Regions from separate parts of the Arachis hypogaea genome. Here region 1 is linked to region 2. Evidence: chromatin contacts called from public Hi-C data. All regions are on one chromosome and are shown on one strand. Each heading gives the region's core, a stretch centred on a gene start, on an enhancer-like site or on the middle of the called end of the contact. The rest is flanking DNA. Distances are from core to core; before and after follow the strand shown. Region 1 has its middle 7.2 kb from the start of LOC112703621. Region 2 holds the start of LOC112703620 (TPR repeat-containing thioredoxin TTL1).

What was found. Hi-C and Micro-C count contacts between places; a contact is called where the count stands out from the background.
Region 1: a Hi-C map of leaf shows a contact between it and region 2, with 5 times the contacts expected there. The contact joins the enhancer-like site here to the promoter of LOC112703620 in region 2. A contact is called at or near these places in 3 of 8 Hi-C or Micro-C datasets (leaf and an unstated tissue).

What each region holds. Positions count from the first base shown.
Region 1 is chr7:79,825,229-79,828,733 of arahy.Tifrunner.gnm2.J5K5, forward strand. No RefSeq gene overlaps it. Among protein-coding and RNA genes, the nearest start is that of LOC112703621, 7.2 kb to the right of the region's middle. Within about 2 kb of position 1,738, at least 2 of the 3 cell types and tissues checked have open chromatin away from gene starts, as enhancers often do.
Region 2 is chr7:79,733,186-79,736,960 of arahy.Tifrunner.gnm2.J5K5, forward strand. LOC112703620 (TPR repeat-containing thioredoxin TTL1) reads right to left here and starts at 1,923. Exons shown (of 7, transcript XM_025755167.3): 1 at 432-1,923; 2 at 164-359; 3 at 1-72. The coding sequence starts at 1,384.

The sequences.
Region 1 (3,505 bases), core at 488-2,987, 92 kb after region 2:
ATGTTTAATATAAGTGTTTTTATAGATGTGTTTAATAAAAATATCTTTTTTATAACTGTGTCTAATAAAAATATCTTTATAAATATATTTTTTGGATGTATCTTTTTATATATGTATTTAAAATATAATAATTAATTATTGTTAAAAATAATAAGTTGACAAATAATATGTTGGTACTTTATAATTTTTCCTTTCTATTTTTCCTTTTTTTATCGTAAAATGAATATTCGAGTGGATCATAAGTCTAATGCAGCTTTAATTTGGACTATATTTATAAGAACATGATTAATAAGATATTGATTAATCTGATGGTAATTAATAGAGGTCCCTTTAGAGAGCAAGGGTTACCAACAATATTTTTTTAAAATATGTTATCATCTCTAGGACACAGCAAATAAACTTTTGACTAAGACATCATGACACATTCCATTGTAATTAACGATTTTGCTATAGAATTAATTTTTTAATTAACACTCAGTTAATAAAGTAATAAATAAGTATTAGAGAAATAAAAAGAAAAAAATTAAAGGAAAAGAGAAAAATATTAACCTTTTTTTGTAAATACTTTTATGTTGTTAATTTAAATGTAGTTTTTGTTAATAAATATTTAGTAACTGTTTTGCAACTACTGCCAAAAAATCTTGAAACAAATGGACAGCTAAAATTATTGCTTATGCTGAAAAAATAAGTGACTTAGTTTTGTTACACAAATAAAAGGTGTTCAAATTTGTTACTATGTGCCTTAAGGATGGTAGTCAAAATTTTGGCCCATCTTTAAATGGGTTATTAAATAAAGAATATAATATTAATTCTTTATTAATTAAATAAATTTTAATTTTTTATTTAAAAATTTAAAAATTATGGTTTAGAATTTAAAATTTAGAATTTAGAATAAAATTTTTAGAGCTCATAATCTAGAATTTAGAGTATAAAATTTAAGTTTTAAAATTCAAATGCGTTGCATTCTTTAATTACTTTTTCCAAAACGCATTACCATTCGTTTAAAATTTTTAGAATAGAAATTTAGAGAATGTGCACTCATTGTAAAGTTAAAAATTTAATATTTTTAATGCATATTATGTATTTAATAATTAAAAAAAATCTACTAATAAAAATAACCTTAACAAATTAACTAGCAAAGTATATCAACAACCAATTATCACCAAATATCAAATTAAAACCAATACTAATGAAGCTTCAACCTCATGTTACTCTCTGCCATGTAGGGTAAAAAAAAAAAAAAAACTCAACCAATATTATTGAAGATCATAATGGCATATTATTGATTTTCACTCCTCATTTTCCAAAACAACTATATTATACAATAATGATTGTTCCTGCTTTGTGACAAAACCCTTCAAATTTTATGGTGGTGGCTATAGTGGCATATGAATCACAATCCATAACTGATCAAAGTCCACACCACTAACAATGAAAATTAACATACTAACCTTGGGACCCTGTGATGATGAACATAATATCATTGTCTTATATCCTCTTATCAATCCCCATGTAGAGTTGTGACTCTATTATATAATATCAAGGTCATTACCATAATATATATGTGAAATGAGATGAATATAAATAATTCCAAAAAGTAGAAATGGCTTAATGGGCCACATGGGTCCCTCTCTGTATCCTGATTCCTTGAAAAGCTTGCCAGAAATAGTAAACCTGGCCCAACATCATTGACTTTTCATGGGCCAATAATGGGTCCATTATTGAGAGGCCCATACTCCCACCCACTTATTAAGATTCTTGATAAGTCCTCTCATTGGATGAGACTTCAATGATACACATGTTGCTTATAATGTCATAATAATATAAGCTCCAGATTCATAACGCTAGCTATTTTTTTTAATAATAATTATATAGTATATTAATATTATGATTAAGAAGCTTGACTTCAACGAAAGGTGACACCCACCTTTTTATTTGGAAAAAGAGCAAGGGAAATAAATTTTCAGTTAAGGTCTTTAACAATGGGGTCCAATCCATGTTACTTTGGATTCAACCATTCTTATATTTCAAAATACAAATATTAATTCATCAAGCATCGATTTTATTTTTAATTTTTTTTCCTGGACATGAACTTTCTCACATGGACCAAGCAACAAGAAGTTCCTACCATATATGCTAATGGCTCCAACTTGCAATAAATAAATATTATTTTGCAGGGATTATTTTTGTGTTGATTCATTGGGGCTCATCAATTTGCTTAGTTTCCTAAAATGCAATGATTGACGTGTGAATTAATTAAATGGGAAAAGATAGTGTTGGTTGTTATGCTCCAATATAAGGTATGCAAAATTTGGAAGCGGAATATGTTCTATTAGAGAAATCAACCAGGTAAATGATTCAATGAGATAGTGACATTTGATGTAACTTAGAATAAAAATAAAAATATAGTGGAATAGCATCAATGTTGAACATCCTCTTCAAAATGTTAATTCTTAAATAATGGCTTAAGAGTTCGAAAATGAAGTTTTATACTTTTATTTGTGAATGAGTGTCATGAAGGAAAGAGTTAAAATTTCAAAACTCAGAAATTTTCAAGTTTCAATCAAAGTTCAAAACTTTATTTCTTCTACAAATTTTTTAACTTTTTATATTACCAAGGACCGTTAGCAAAATTTAACATTTATATTGAGAAATAACTAGCAAAATCCTAAAAATTAGAACATAATTTATTACTTAGCATATTTATTTTTGCAAAATATTTTTTAATTTAGTAAGTCAAAGATTAATTCGTCTTAAATTTAAGTTTTATTTAAAGGTGGATGTTAATCAATAAATTATTATATACACAAGGCAAAAAATCAAACTTCCAATACTTATTTTAACGAATAAATAAACTGACCACTCAACTAACTCAATTGACTATTTTATTACTTAACATATTAACTGCTGCATTGTAAATGTTGGGAAAGAATGGTATTGAAATTTAAGAGAAAAATTGCTAATCCACCACTAGTTTGCATTTGCTATTCACACCGTTTCTTTTGCCGCATATGTGGCATATAATGCTTCTTTTGAAGACAAAATCCAAATACTTATGTCCAAATCATGCGGAGATCCTTATAAAGTATACATAGTGATGCCAACGGGTTTCCACTTTGGATGTACACTTCATTAAATTAAAGCAAAAGATTAAAAAAATTAATTTAAATTAGCCAAGTGATCAGCTTACTCATATGTATAAATAAGTGTCGGAGGTTTGAACCATGTCTTGTGTATATAGCAATTTATTAGCCAACAATAAACTTTTAAATGAAACTCAAATTTGCGATGAATTAGTCATTGACTTGATGAGTTAGAAAATACCATAGGACACCCAAAAAACAAAAAGCAAAAGATTAAGAAAGATGATTGAAAGAAGCTAGTCCTCAAATTTAGTGATGAAAAGGATATGGAAAAGGAAAACAAATGCCTAGACCGGTCAATTAAACAAGTAAAAAGGCACGAATATATCAACTTTATTCTTTTATTCGTTTTTAACATTTTT
Region 2 (3,775 bases), core at 673-3,172:
ATGTATCGAAATTGATTCTGCATCGTCAATTTGGTGTAACTTCAACAGTGCTTCTGCTCTACACATAAAGAGCTGTAAATTCAATTTCCAACCAGTTCAGACAACAGATGACATGAAAAACTAAACAAAAGAAAAGAAAAGAAAACTTAAAGAAAGAGTGTACCTGAGGAGAAGAATCAGCTCCAGCAGCAATAGCAGCATCAACTTCTCTAACAACACTTTCCCAATCCCTAATCCTCCTTACATCTCCGCATTTGGCAATATGCTTTTCAACCAATTGCAACTTGTGCATCTCACACGGATCCAGATGCATCCCAGGGTAACAAAGGTGCTTCCTTGCATTCTCAACTTGCCCCAACCTGCAATTCCATATCACAATTAGTGCAAATCTAACAACCTCAACATCCTAACCAAGAACACAGCAATCACACCTTAAGAAAAGAGATGCCAAACGATGATGAGCCCTGCCATAATTAGGATCCAACCTCACAGCCTCTTCACACTCCCTCACAGCCTCACCTAGCCTCCCAAGACCTGTAAGGGCCGCCGCGCGGTTGCTCCGGTAGGCGGCACTTGCCGGAGAAAGCGCAATTGCCCGATCATATAACCCTAATGCCTCGGCGAAGTGGCCCCTCTTGTAATGCTCATTCCCAGCTCTCTTCAGCTCCTCCGGATCCGAACCCTGCGTCGCTCCCCTCTTCGCCACATTGCCTTCGCCGCCAATGCCGCTGCTCGACCGCACGCTTGGGATCCCTGGCGAATCAGGCGTGCTGCTGCCGCTCTTTCCGCCGCCGCGAATTATGCTTCCGTGGCCGTAATTCCCCATGCCGGAGCCCAAAACGTCGCTCCTCGAGCTCCGATTCGCCGCCATGCCTGTCTTCACGATCCTACCGGAGGGACAGATGTTTCCGGTGGGGAGGACGTTCAGCGGCGGCGAATTCACGGCTGAGGAGGAAGAGGAGGAGGAGCCTCCGTTCTGACCTGAATAGATTGAATCAGATCTCGCTTGACCCGGTTTCAGGATCCGAGTGTTCCCGCCGCCGGTTGCGGTTGGGCTGTTCTCACTTGAACCAGAAAGCTCGCCAGAGTGGTTGTTGTTGCCGTTGCTGTTGGTGTGTCCCGAATCGGATCTTCTGGAAACCGGGTTGGTTCGACCCGAGAAGGATCCGGATGAGCTTGAGCTGCTACTGGCGGCAGGTCCTCCGTTTCCAGCGGCGCCGACCGCGTGGTGAGCCGTACGAAGCGGCGATACTGGCGAGCCCAGATCGAGTTCGCGGAAATCTGGTTTGTTAGCGTCTCGACTGGCGGCCTCGCAACTCAGTGAGTCACGGAATCGGTCAGTGACCGAATCCAACTCGGTAACGGGCTTCCCCGGATGCGACATTGTGAAGGGCGAGCTGAATGGTTTCTGAATATGGCCTCAAAGTTGGAACTTTCTCGAACCTCTCTTTTCCCCTCTTTCCACTCTCTCTCTCTCTCTCTCAAACTGCAATGTGCGAAAATGAAGAAGCTACAGAGAGTGAAGAAGCACGAGTTTCAGAGGCCTGGAACAAGAACAAGAACAAGACATGAATGTGAAGAAGGAGAAAGAAAGGAAAGAGAGAAAGAGATGGGGATCTCGTGATATAAAAGGAGCAAGCAAAGAATGAATGTGAAGTGTCCTAGCTAGAGAGAGAAAAAATAAAAACTATATCTCTGATTTTTCTCTTTTTTTTCTAGTGAGAGAGAGTGAAAAAGAAATTAGCATCGCAGTGATGAGAAGAAGAGAGAGAGAGAGAAAGAAGAAGAAGAATGAGAAGAGAAGAGAAAGAAGAAGAAGAGAGAAAAAAGAACCAGGTTTTGTGTTTTTTTTTTCTTTTTTTTTTTTCCTCTCTTTCCCCTTCTTCCTTCACCTGCTGCTTCACGAGACAAGGTTTTTACTTCTTTTCTTTCTCTTTTCTTATTATTATAATTATATTTCGATTTTTTGTTTTCATTTTTTTCGCTTGGACAGATGTCACCCACTCTCGCATGGTAAACAGTGAAAATCACTCTCTAAATTCTCTCCTCACATCCATGCAGCCAAAATTTTCCAATTTCACTTGCCACTTGTCACCAATTTTTGTAACTCTCACAAAAGTAGATAAGTTTTCTCCTTTTTCTTTATTTTTTAATTTTGGGATAAATAGCGGAATTTATAGCAGGTGATAACCTCGTGCGATTTCTACAATGAAATTTTCTTTTTCACATGCAAACTCATAAAGGGTAGGTTTTTATATTTCATCTCAAAATGGTACTCATTAATTTCCCAAACTCATGAAAATCCATAATGAAGGAATCGCAGCCTCTAATTCCCTTGTATCTCCTAAAAGTGCAAAATTTCTTAATTATGGGATTTAAAAGCCACATAAGTTTTCCATCACAACTTTGAATGTCATGGAGAGAGAGAAAAATTCAATTCAAGAGCCTTCAATCTTGCAAAATGCGGTGTCAATAAAACGGTGCAAATTAAATGCATGCTAGAAAAGTAAGAACAAGTGGTGTTATATGCAGTGTAAAGTCACATGGTCACTCAGAGTTTTGACACAAACAAAAGTGTTTTTTAGGTTTGTTAACTTAAGAATTTTACTTTTTCTAATTAATTTCAAAATAATAATATCATTTTGCTCAACCAGACAATTATTTAAGAATAGATCAAGTATTGGACAACCTACGAAACCCATACACCAAATCTTACATTAAAACCTCCCACTATTAAATTGCCTAATCCATGAGTTCGAATGCAATAAATGTGTAATTAAGGCCCCCCAAGATCCAATGCAAGTGCCAAGTAAATCACCCAATAACCCCGCGTGATTTGCCCCTAAATTAGTGCAAAAACCTTTTCTTTTTTCTTTCTTGATTAACAATTTAACATGAATGCAATGTTTTGTTTGGTGGGGGAGGTGAAGGAATTAGAAGCCCTTATCTTCTTCTTCTTCTTATTATTAATTTTGCGTTTGTGTTTTGTGTTAAAATTAAGGAGTGTGTCCAACCAATTAATAATTAATAACCCCTTCTACCAATGGCATTGCATTCTCACACTCATCCATCTACATCTCCAGCCAATACCCACGTGGCAAACAGAGAATGGCCCGTGGGGACCCTACAAACATATCAAAATCAACCCTTTACATTTAGCAGCACCAGCCAGCAAATAAGTTCGTTCATGTCTCTTCTAAGATTTATATTTTTAAGTGAGATTATTGTATAAAAATGTTTTTAACTTTAATATAAATCTAATTACATTCTTTTTTTAGTTTGCATAAATATTCAAATAGTACGTGAATGAATAAAGTATAATATTGATATTAATTGTATAACTAATATTGGGAAAATAGATGCCTGGGTTTTAGTTATTCATTTCTCAATTCTGCTTATTTTTTAATCATGCTTAATAATTACCAAATCAGTAATTATATGTAAAGAATATATGTTAAATTATAAAATATATATTAAAAATAAATTTGATAATACATATACCAATACATAAATACATACTTATATAATAATTAATTTAATAATTAATTTTTTGTATATACATAGTATTTTTTATTTTTCAAAATGCTACTTTAACTTTTTTTTTCTTTTCACTTAACTTTATCATTTTCATTATTGTGAAGATGTGAAAATAAACTTTAAATAGAGACATAAAAAAAAATCAATTATTTTATTTAGCACCAATTCAATAATTTTGTTTGATTACAATTAGGCATTAAATGCAAGTACTTCATATATAGTAATTTGACTTAACTCA